Regions from separate parts of the Mus musculus genome. Here region 1 is linked to region 2. A link is a contact called in public Hi-C data. All regions are on one chromosome and are shown on one strand. The core of a region is the stretch at or near the end of the contact, and the rest is flanking DNA. Distances in the headings are between cores, read along the strand shown. Region 1 overlaps 4932412D23Rik (RIKEN cDNA 4932412D23 gene). Region 2 has its middle 130 kb from the start of Gm29960.

The links. Hi-C and Micro-C count contacts between places; a contact is called where the count stands out from the background.
Region 1: a Hi-C map of the N1E-115 cell line shows a contact between it and region 2, with 5 times the contacts expected there. The contact joins two enhancer-like sites. A contact is called at or near these places in 1 of 15 datasets of contacts at CTCF or cohesin (the NIH/3T3 cell line), 1 of 484 Hi-C or Micro-C datasets (the N1E-115 cell line), 8 of 115 datasets of contacts at active chromatin or transcription factors (the NIH/3T3 cell line, cardiomyocytes, a colorectal cancer cell line and 4 more) and 2 of 9 other capture datasets (embryonic stem cells and embryonic tail).

What each region holds. Positions count from the first base shown.
Region 1 is chr16:42,780,372-42,784,562 of GRCm38.p6, reverse strand. All of the region lies in intron 1 of 4932412D23Rik (RIKEN cDNA 4932412D23 gene), which reads left to right. Among named protein-coding and RNA genes, the nearest start is that of 4932412D23Rik, 93 kb to the left of the region's middle. Within about 2 kb of position 2,177, at least 134 of the 459 cell types and tissues checked have an H3K27ac peak or open chromatin away from gene starts, as enhancers often do. A contact at or near this core is called in the N1E-115 cell line, where this site is marked.
Region 2 is chr16:42,522,309-42,526,477 of GRCm38.p6, reverse strand. No RefSeq gene overlaps it. Among named protein-coding and RNA genes, the nearest start is that of Gm29960, 130 kb to the left of the region's middle. Within about 2 kb of position 2,562, at least 10 of the 459 cell types and tissues checked have an H3K27ac peak or open chromatin away from gene starts, as enhancers often do. A contact at or near this core is called in the N1E-115 cell line, where this site is marked.

The DNA of each region.
Region 1 (4,191 bases), core at 928-3,427, 260 kb before region 2:
GTAATAAATTCTCCTCACAAAACCTTTCAAAAAAACAGTATGTCTTTTATTTATGGAGATTATAAGATAATTGCATCATTTCCCCCTTCCCTTTTCTCATCCAAACTCTCCCATATACCTCCTGTTGGGCTGTCTCAAATTCGTGGACATGTGGCCATTTTTGCAGATGAAGATCTAAAAATTGGAATTTTACTGTGAAAGTACCCACCTTACTCCACAAAGCAGGCTTGCATGCATGAAATAACTTTATTGTTTGAGTGTTAATATATCAGCGGCCTGAGAGGGGCAGGAAGAAGAACATGTTCTTTTTCAAGGAGAGTAGTTGCCTGGTAGTTGCCATAGAAACTGGAAACCGATGTACAGATATCCTGCTAGAAAATTTCCACATATTGAAGATGTCTTGCTGTCTGATCGATAGCTAAGAGAGTTTGATTAGCTTCATTAATTAAAGCAGAGGTACCTACAATGGAGAGAATGTGTCTTAGCTAATATGCAAATCTGTTTCTTGGGGTCTGAGAAAAATATCATGTAAGTGTTTTTAATGAAGCATAATGTACACAAGTGCACATATCATAAGCATAGAGCTTAATGAGATGCCTCATAGTGGATGCGGCTGTGCCTCTGATTCAATAGTAATAATATCAAAAATGTTAGTAACATTCTAGAAGCAATTTGTGTGCTCCCTTCTAGCCAGTGCTCTTCCAAAGAGGCTCCTAGCACTGTGTGTGTGTTACTTCACTGTTTGGAGGCTCTAGAGCAAGGGAGCATGCAGCATGCAGGTGTGTGTGTGTGTGTGTGTGTGTGTGTGTGTGTGTGTGTGTGTGGTTTGTTTTTTGTCTTAAGTCAGTTTTCTTACATTCAACATTACACCTGTGTGTAACATGACTAGGGTTTTTTTTTCCTGTACTTTTTAATTTTTATTTATTTATTTATTTATTTATTTATTTTATTTATTTATTTTGGTTTTTCAAGACAGGGTTTCTCTGTATAGCCCTGGCTGTCCTGGAGCTCACTTTGTAGACCAGGCTGGCCTCGAACTCAGAAATCCGCCTGCCTCTGCCTCCTGAGTGCTGGGATTAAAGGCGTGCGCCACCACGCCTGGCCTAATTTTTATTTTTAAAAGTATTTTTTTGTCTATAACATGTATTTTAGTGCTTGGTGCCTATAAGCAAACCGAGTATGCTTCCAAGTTTAAATGATTCTAAGATTAAGGAATGACAGCACTTATTTGAATTTCTTGACATTGGCTCACGCCTTTAATCCCAGCACTTGGGAGGCAGCGGCAGGCAGATTTCTGAGTTAATCTCATCTCATTAATCCCAGCCTGGTCTACAAAGTGAGTTCCAGGACAGCCAAGGCTACACAGAGAAACCCTGTCTCGAGAACCAAAACAAAAAACAAAAACAAAACAAAACATAAAACAAAACAAAACAAAATTTCTTGACTTGAAACCCAAGCTGAATTTATGAGTTCAGAGAGAACCAATTGTTCATAGCCATAAACTATAGTGACGCCAGCTAGAGATTGCTTATGTATTGTTGAATACCCACTATGCATGAATCTTTGAAGGTATTCTGATAGTTATGAAGGCAAGTAAAGGAGGAGGAGGAGGAGGAGGAGGAGGAGGAGGAGGGGTGGCAGTGGCTCATATTCTCAAGGAGTCTATCAGTCTTATCGGGGAAACAGAGCACTAAACTCAAATGATTATTCCAGGCAAAATTAAGAATCTACAAAACAGAAACAGCTGAGAAGATGCAGGCGCATCGATAAAGCATGACCCATCTCCCAGAAACCTATAAAAGTCCCATTGAGATAAACTTTGAGCTTCCTCTAACCTTCCAGCTTCTAAGATTTCATTAAAATTCTCTGTACAAAAGTAGGATCTTTATTCCCACTGGCTAGCCATTAGAGTTTATGGCTGTTCAGCGTATCCAGCACTTAGTCAAGAGGGGGCAGCATTCATCCTTTTTCTGAAACGAGTAGAACTCTGGCTGCCTGTCTTTCTAGGAAAAGAATACTTTAATCAGATAGAATTTCAGAGCATGCATATATTTTATGCCCCTGTTTTAATTGTTTGTTTATAGAGATGGTAACTGATGTGTACAGCTATGTTACTGAGACCAACAAATGAGTCCTGTTTAAGTAAGTGGAGCTGTGTCAGTGCCCAGAGATCCCCTTTCTCTGCCTTTGTCCCTTTCCTGGGCGTGGCAGCCTTGCTCAGACTCAGATTGCAAAAGGGCGGTGGCTGAAATGAACAAAAGAATTCAGACTTCTACTTTTCCCCAAAGAAAAGGCCAGCCAAGGGGAAGCCCCGGGAAAAAAAGGACTGTGTGTCTCCCATTGTTCTAACTATCTGATGCTTTCTTTCTTTTTCTTTCTTCTGAATGTTTGTTTACCTTAAACCTGTATTTGTAAGCATTGTTATTATAATAAAGGTAACTAAATAATCCCACTGGGGATTAGTGGCTGCCTTCTGTTTTAGGGGTGGTCTCCTTATCAACCAAGTAACCCTTAGAGCCCTTAGAGTTAAAGCAATGCATAGTGCCTGGTAGTTCTTTTCCAGCAGAAGCAGGGGCAGGGGCGTGGTAGTGAAAACTGAGAGAGGTTTAGCTGAAGCTATCAGACCACGTGTCTCTCTGACCTCCAACTGCCAGACCTCCAGATAACCAACTCCCTTTTGTTAGTGAGCCACTTTGATTTTAATGAGAGACATATAACCCCTCCCATGTTTTACGTGATTGACTTTGAGAAAATCAATGTTGATGGCCAAAAACGCCAAATTAACATCAGAGTAGATTTCCTTATACTGTATACAGCCTTAAATAGCCCTCTGAATGACATTTTGTTTTTTATTTAAGGAGTAGACCTTAGCCAAATGTCCTTGAATGATAAAAGAGAGTTGGCCCTCCCCATAATTAGCTTTTGTAAATATCAAGTCAAGGGTCAGAGCAAAGGTCATCTGATTTCTTTCTTTTGTGTAGAACAAGGGGCTTTAGTGACCATGACTGATTTTAGATCCAGCAAAGAATGAGGTCATTGCTTTTTACACAGACTGCATTGGATGAATCACAGAAACCATGGCAGTAACGTGAATACCAAATAATAACTGATAATTTGCGTACCAGTTACAAATACGCCTAATCTTAGATCTAGTAAAATGCTTTACTCTGTCAAGGAAATGAGGCTGCGGGATCAGCTCCTGAAAGGATTGCCAGTGACCTCATGCAGCTGTGATGTGAAGCTACAAAGCACTTGTCACATGCCACAGCTGAGGTCAGAAGTAGATCCTATCCAGGGACTTCACAGAGGGCGATAAAAAAAAAACCTCCGACTTTTAACTCTTTCAGCACTAGTCACGTAAACGCTACAATATATAAAATTTCAAGCTCATTTGAGAAATAAGACAAAAAATATTTTCATTTCTTTTGAAATTAAGCATCAGGGTTTGGAAACCACTTCTACTTAAACCAAACAGTGATTTCAAATGTGTTCATCAAGTGATGCTTTAGACTTTCCTTTTTAGAAAAAAAAAAAAAAAAAAGAAATAAAAAGGAAAAGACAGAACTGCTCCTCGATATGGGGGAGGAGGGATGTCATTGTAGATGAAAGGGGGAGCTTAGCCAGACTCAGAGACATCTGGGAGAATCCCGAGTGGACATGACCCTGAGCCATCGGAGTATGGGAGGGAGGAGAAGGGAGAGGAGAGAGAGGGAACCAGTTGCAGCAACCTATAGGGCAAAGATACAAAAAGTGTGGGTAACCAAAATGGCTGGATCATATAGGGGGGAGCAATCCAGCCCCCTGGGCTAGAGAGTTCAGGGTAGGGGGCAGAGATGCAAACGAGGAAGAACTTGTAGCAGGTAGGGGCTGAAGAACGCTGGGAGAACATGGATGCCACATTTGCTTTGATATGTTAAATAGGCACTTCAGCCATTTGTCCCAGAATTTGAAATTTAATATAAACCATCCTATCTTGGGATGGTAAGGTCTGAAAAATCTCTCCAGGATGTAAACACTGTGGTTGTAAAATGAGGACAATATCAGGCGAGCTGGTACAGCTGGGCAACCCTCCCTGGACAAGGTCTTGGAGGTCATTTAATCTAACTGCCTTATTTCACAATGAGGAAAACTTTGGCCTATGCATATTATAAGATATATGTGGAATTAGTTTTCTTCCTAGTTATTTACAAT
Region 2 (4,169 bases), core at 1,313-3,812:
AACAAAGTGATTCTGTTGGCTAATTGGTGGATTCTTATGTTTGGTTATTGGCCCTTGAACCAGCAACTTGTTCTTTCTACTGAATGAGACTGCTTTCAATACGTAGAGAAACCTGATGCATCCACGTTTGTTTGTTTGTTTTTCACTGAGTCCTCCACTTCTTTTTTTATTAATTAATATTTTTATTACATATTTTCCTCAATTACATTTCCAATGCTATCCCAAAAGTCCCCCATACCCTCCCCCCCACTTCCCTACCCACTCATTCCCATTTTTTTTTTGGCCCTGGCGTTCCCCTGTACTGGGGCATATACAGTTTTCGTGTCCAATGGGCCTCTCTTTCCAGTGATGGCCGACTAGGCCATCTTTTGATACATATGGAACTAGAGTCAAGAGCTCCGGGGTACTGGTTAGTTCATAATGTTGTTCCACCTATAGGGTTGCAGATCCCTTTAGCTCCTTGGGTACTTTCTCTAGCTCCTCCATTGGGAGCCCTGTGATCCATCCAATAGCTGACTGTGAGCATCCACTTCTGTGTTTGCTAGGCCCCAGCATAGTCTCACAAGAGACAGCTACATTTGGGTCCTTTTGATAAAATCTTGCTAGTGTATGCAATGGTGTCAGCGTTTGGAAGCTGATTATAGGGTGGATCCCTGGATATGGCAGTCTCTAGATGGTCCATCCTTTCGTCTCAGCTCCAAACTTTGTCTCTGTAACTCCTTCCATGGGTGTTTTGTTCCCACTTCTAAGGAGGGGCATAGTGTCCACACTTCAGTCTTCATTCTTCTTGGGTTTCATGTGTTTAGCAAATTGTATCTTATATCTTGGGTATCCTAGGTTTTGGGCTAATATCCACTTATCAGTGAGTACATATTGTGTGAGTTCCTTTGTGAATGTGTTACCTCACTCAGGATGATGCCCTCCAGGTCCATCCATTTGGCTAGGAATTTCATAAATTCATTCTTTTGAGTCCTCCACTTCTATTACCAATGTAGTTTCTAGAGCACATGGATAGATCTTAGTGGACGGACATGGTCTACTTCCAATTAAGTAAAAGCCCTATTTATAATGGCTGTGCTACCATAACACTGTTAGCACTGATGAACAGTTCTGGATTCATTAATCTGGAAATTGATCTTTCTCGTCCTTTTCAGGAAGATGTATCAGGATCAGTGTCTTCCTTTGGAATGAATGTGGTAGCATTTGCTTTTCTGCCCTTTGTTACAATATAGTCCCAAAGAATATAAGTGCTTTTTAAGATTATTTCTCTTCCTTTTTGTGTATTGGGAATGAAACCTGGGCCTTGGGGAAGATAAGCAGTGCTCTATCTCTGCAGGACCCCTTCAACCTCTATTGTTTTTTCTTCTAGAGAACATCATTGTGATGACACTGGTTAATTAAGCTGGATAAGAAAGAAATGAGAAGCACTTTGGAGACCACAGTAAAATACATGTACTTCAAAGAATGAAAGATAAATGCCATGATTGTTCAGGAGTATAACATGTACTTTTAAGAAAGATAGTTATTTTCAACATGTTCAGATATTCATTTTTTTAAATAAGAGAATATTGCATTTCACATTTTCTACTTTTGAGGCCTCTGTGGTTTCTGAAAATAGCATATTTCATACTTGGCACAGGCCATAACCCATGCCCCAACCAACAGAGAAGATGACTAACTTTAATTAAAACTCTGAATAAGAAAAGGTTCTGTAGTTTGTCTGAAACATATGGTCTTGAAGAACTAATTCTATGTATGTATGATGTGAAAAGCTGTCTGAAGGTTTTGGAAAACCCCAGTAGGCAAATTACAGCACGAACTCCTAAGATTCTCAAGGTAAGACAATCTCTTCTACAGGAAAGAGCTGGAGTCCAACCTATTATTGGAAAATTATTCTGGCTATGTTACTGGGACTTGACAGAGAAAAATATCACTATCAATTGACCATGCATTTAAAAATTGTTCATGTGAGCCATCTGATACATTTAGTTATAAGGTTGTGCCAAACCAATAGCCACTCATTGTGAAATGGAAGGGCTATCAGTAGGCTTGCAAACAAGCAGAACAAGAAAACACATATAGGTGGCAGTTGCCACAGACTTCCATGATAGTTACTGTGTTACCTTCTTTCCCTCAGCCCACTCTTGGGGCCACATAAAGAACCTTCTCATCAATTGACAAAAGAGGAGGAAAAAGACTCTTTCATACATAGGTTGTCTGTGTATTTAGCTGTTAGCAGAGAAAGCACTTCTATAACTCTCTAGTCCCATATACTCCCAAGAACAATATCAGGAGGCCACAGGTGTCTCTCCTTTTTGAAAAATAAAAAGGAATCATTGGAGGTAAGAAAAAAAAGGAAATACAGGAAGTTCCCTACCGTTCAAATGGAGTTTAAATGCCTTAGGAGTTCATGATAATGCCCATTGGAGATAGTTCATCAAGGAAGAGACAGTAAGTAGCTAAGTAGACAAAATGACTCATCCATTTGATGTCACCCAGCCTCTATCATCGGTCACCACAGCATTGGCATAATGGATCCATTGTATAAATCCTTCCCAAGGATGACTCAATGGCATTGGCTCTCACTAACCAGCTGTTAATGCCACCTACACTGAGATGGGTCCAGGCCATCTCCCAGCCCTTGTCATTGTCCCACATATCAGTCCCCTAGACTCTACCTGATGAGAGACTCACAGACCTTTGCATCTGCTAACAGTGCAAATAATTACCGAGTCTCAGATGCTGTTTCATCTCTCAAGGACACTAAACAGCCAGAGAGGGGTAAGCTGATTATTTTGGAACTTATTTATCCCGGAAATGGCAGTGATTCATCCTGACCAGGAAAACACATATTCTGGTGTCAATTTCCTTTTCCTCACTGCTGGGTCTCATCCATCAGCACCATCAGAAGGTTTTGCAGAACATCTAGTTATGCCACACTCTTGAAACAGTTCAACGTGTGTGCAATACAGTATCAGTATATTTTTCTGACAGTGATTAGTATCCTAGTGACTTCAGTGAATACTGACTACATAGATATGCCCCCAGGAATCATTCTAAAGGAAGATTAGAAACCAAGATGGAAACTTTGGAACATAAATACAGAAGCATGGGAAGCAAAAGGGAAGGCATTGCAAAGCCATTGCTTTTTATTCTTTTCATTATTGAAGTGATTCTTCCACATTGCCAACTTGTCAATCATTTTTTAAAAATCTCACCATGCATCTTCTTATTAAATTTCTTGTGAGCTATCTTATCTTCATAAGCATGAAACAATTTATTTTGAACTATCTTATTCTTGTCTAAAACAAGTAGAAATGGACCATAGAACTTAGTTTTAACTTTAGTAGGTGACTGATCACTTGTTTCTCTTTGGGATCTTACAGGAGAAGTACTCACATCAGCACTGCATTAGTCAAGGTTCAGCCAGAGAATTAGAGCAGTAGTACGCCATACGAACACATTTAGCTCAATAGCTTTAGACTATTGGCTTGTAAGGGCCTGTGACACAAATCTGAGATTACTAAGGCTGGGTATATATCAAGAACAAGCTTGGAATTCTCAGATATGGGCTTTCCATCATGGTTGACAAACTGTTTGAGATATAAAGCTTAAAGAATGGTATGTCTTGTCTTAGGTTTCAGAGGTTTCAATGCATGTAAACCCTACTGCTTTGGACCTGTGGTAAGGCAACTATTAGGGAAAGAGTATGTGGAAAAACAGAGATACTCACCTCATGGTGGCCAGAAAGCAGAGAAACAGAGGGGCTAATGTCTCAACATCCACTTCAAGGCCCAAATCTCACTCAGCAGTCTCCACCTGTAGAGTTCCATCATTATCAAATAGTGCCATGGCTGATGTTAAAGTGTAGCACATGGGCCACTTGGGACCCGTTTTGTTTACTAGGAGAACATCTCCATCAGGGACGCTTTATCTCAATACTTAAGGTCTAGCTTGTAATCCTTCATCTACCCCAATCATGCAGAAAATATGAATTATAATATTTCTGTAGCCTACTTACCATATGCTTCAATCAAATAATCGGGGTTCTACTAGGGTTAAACTGGATAATTAGAGACTATGGCCAGGTGGATTTGATACATTAAAAGATCAACAAAAGCCCAGTGGAAGAAGTCCACTATACAAATACAGAATGGGCTTCTTATTAA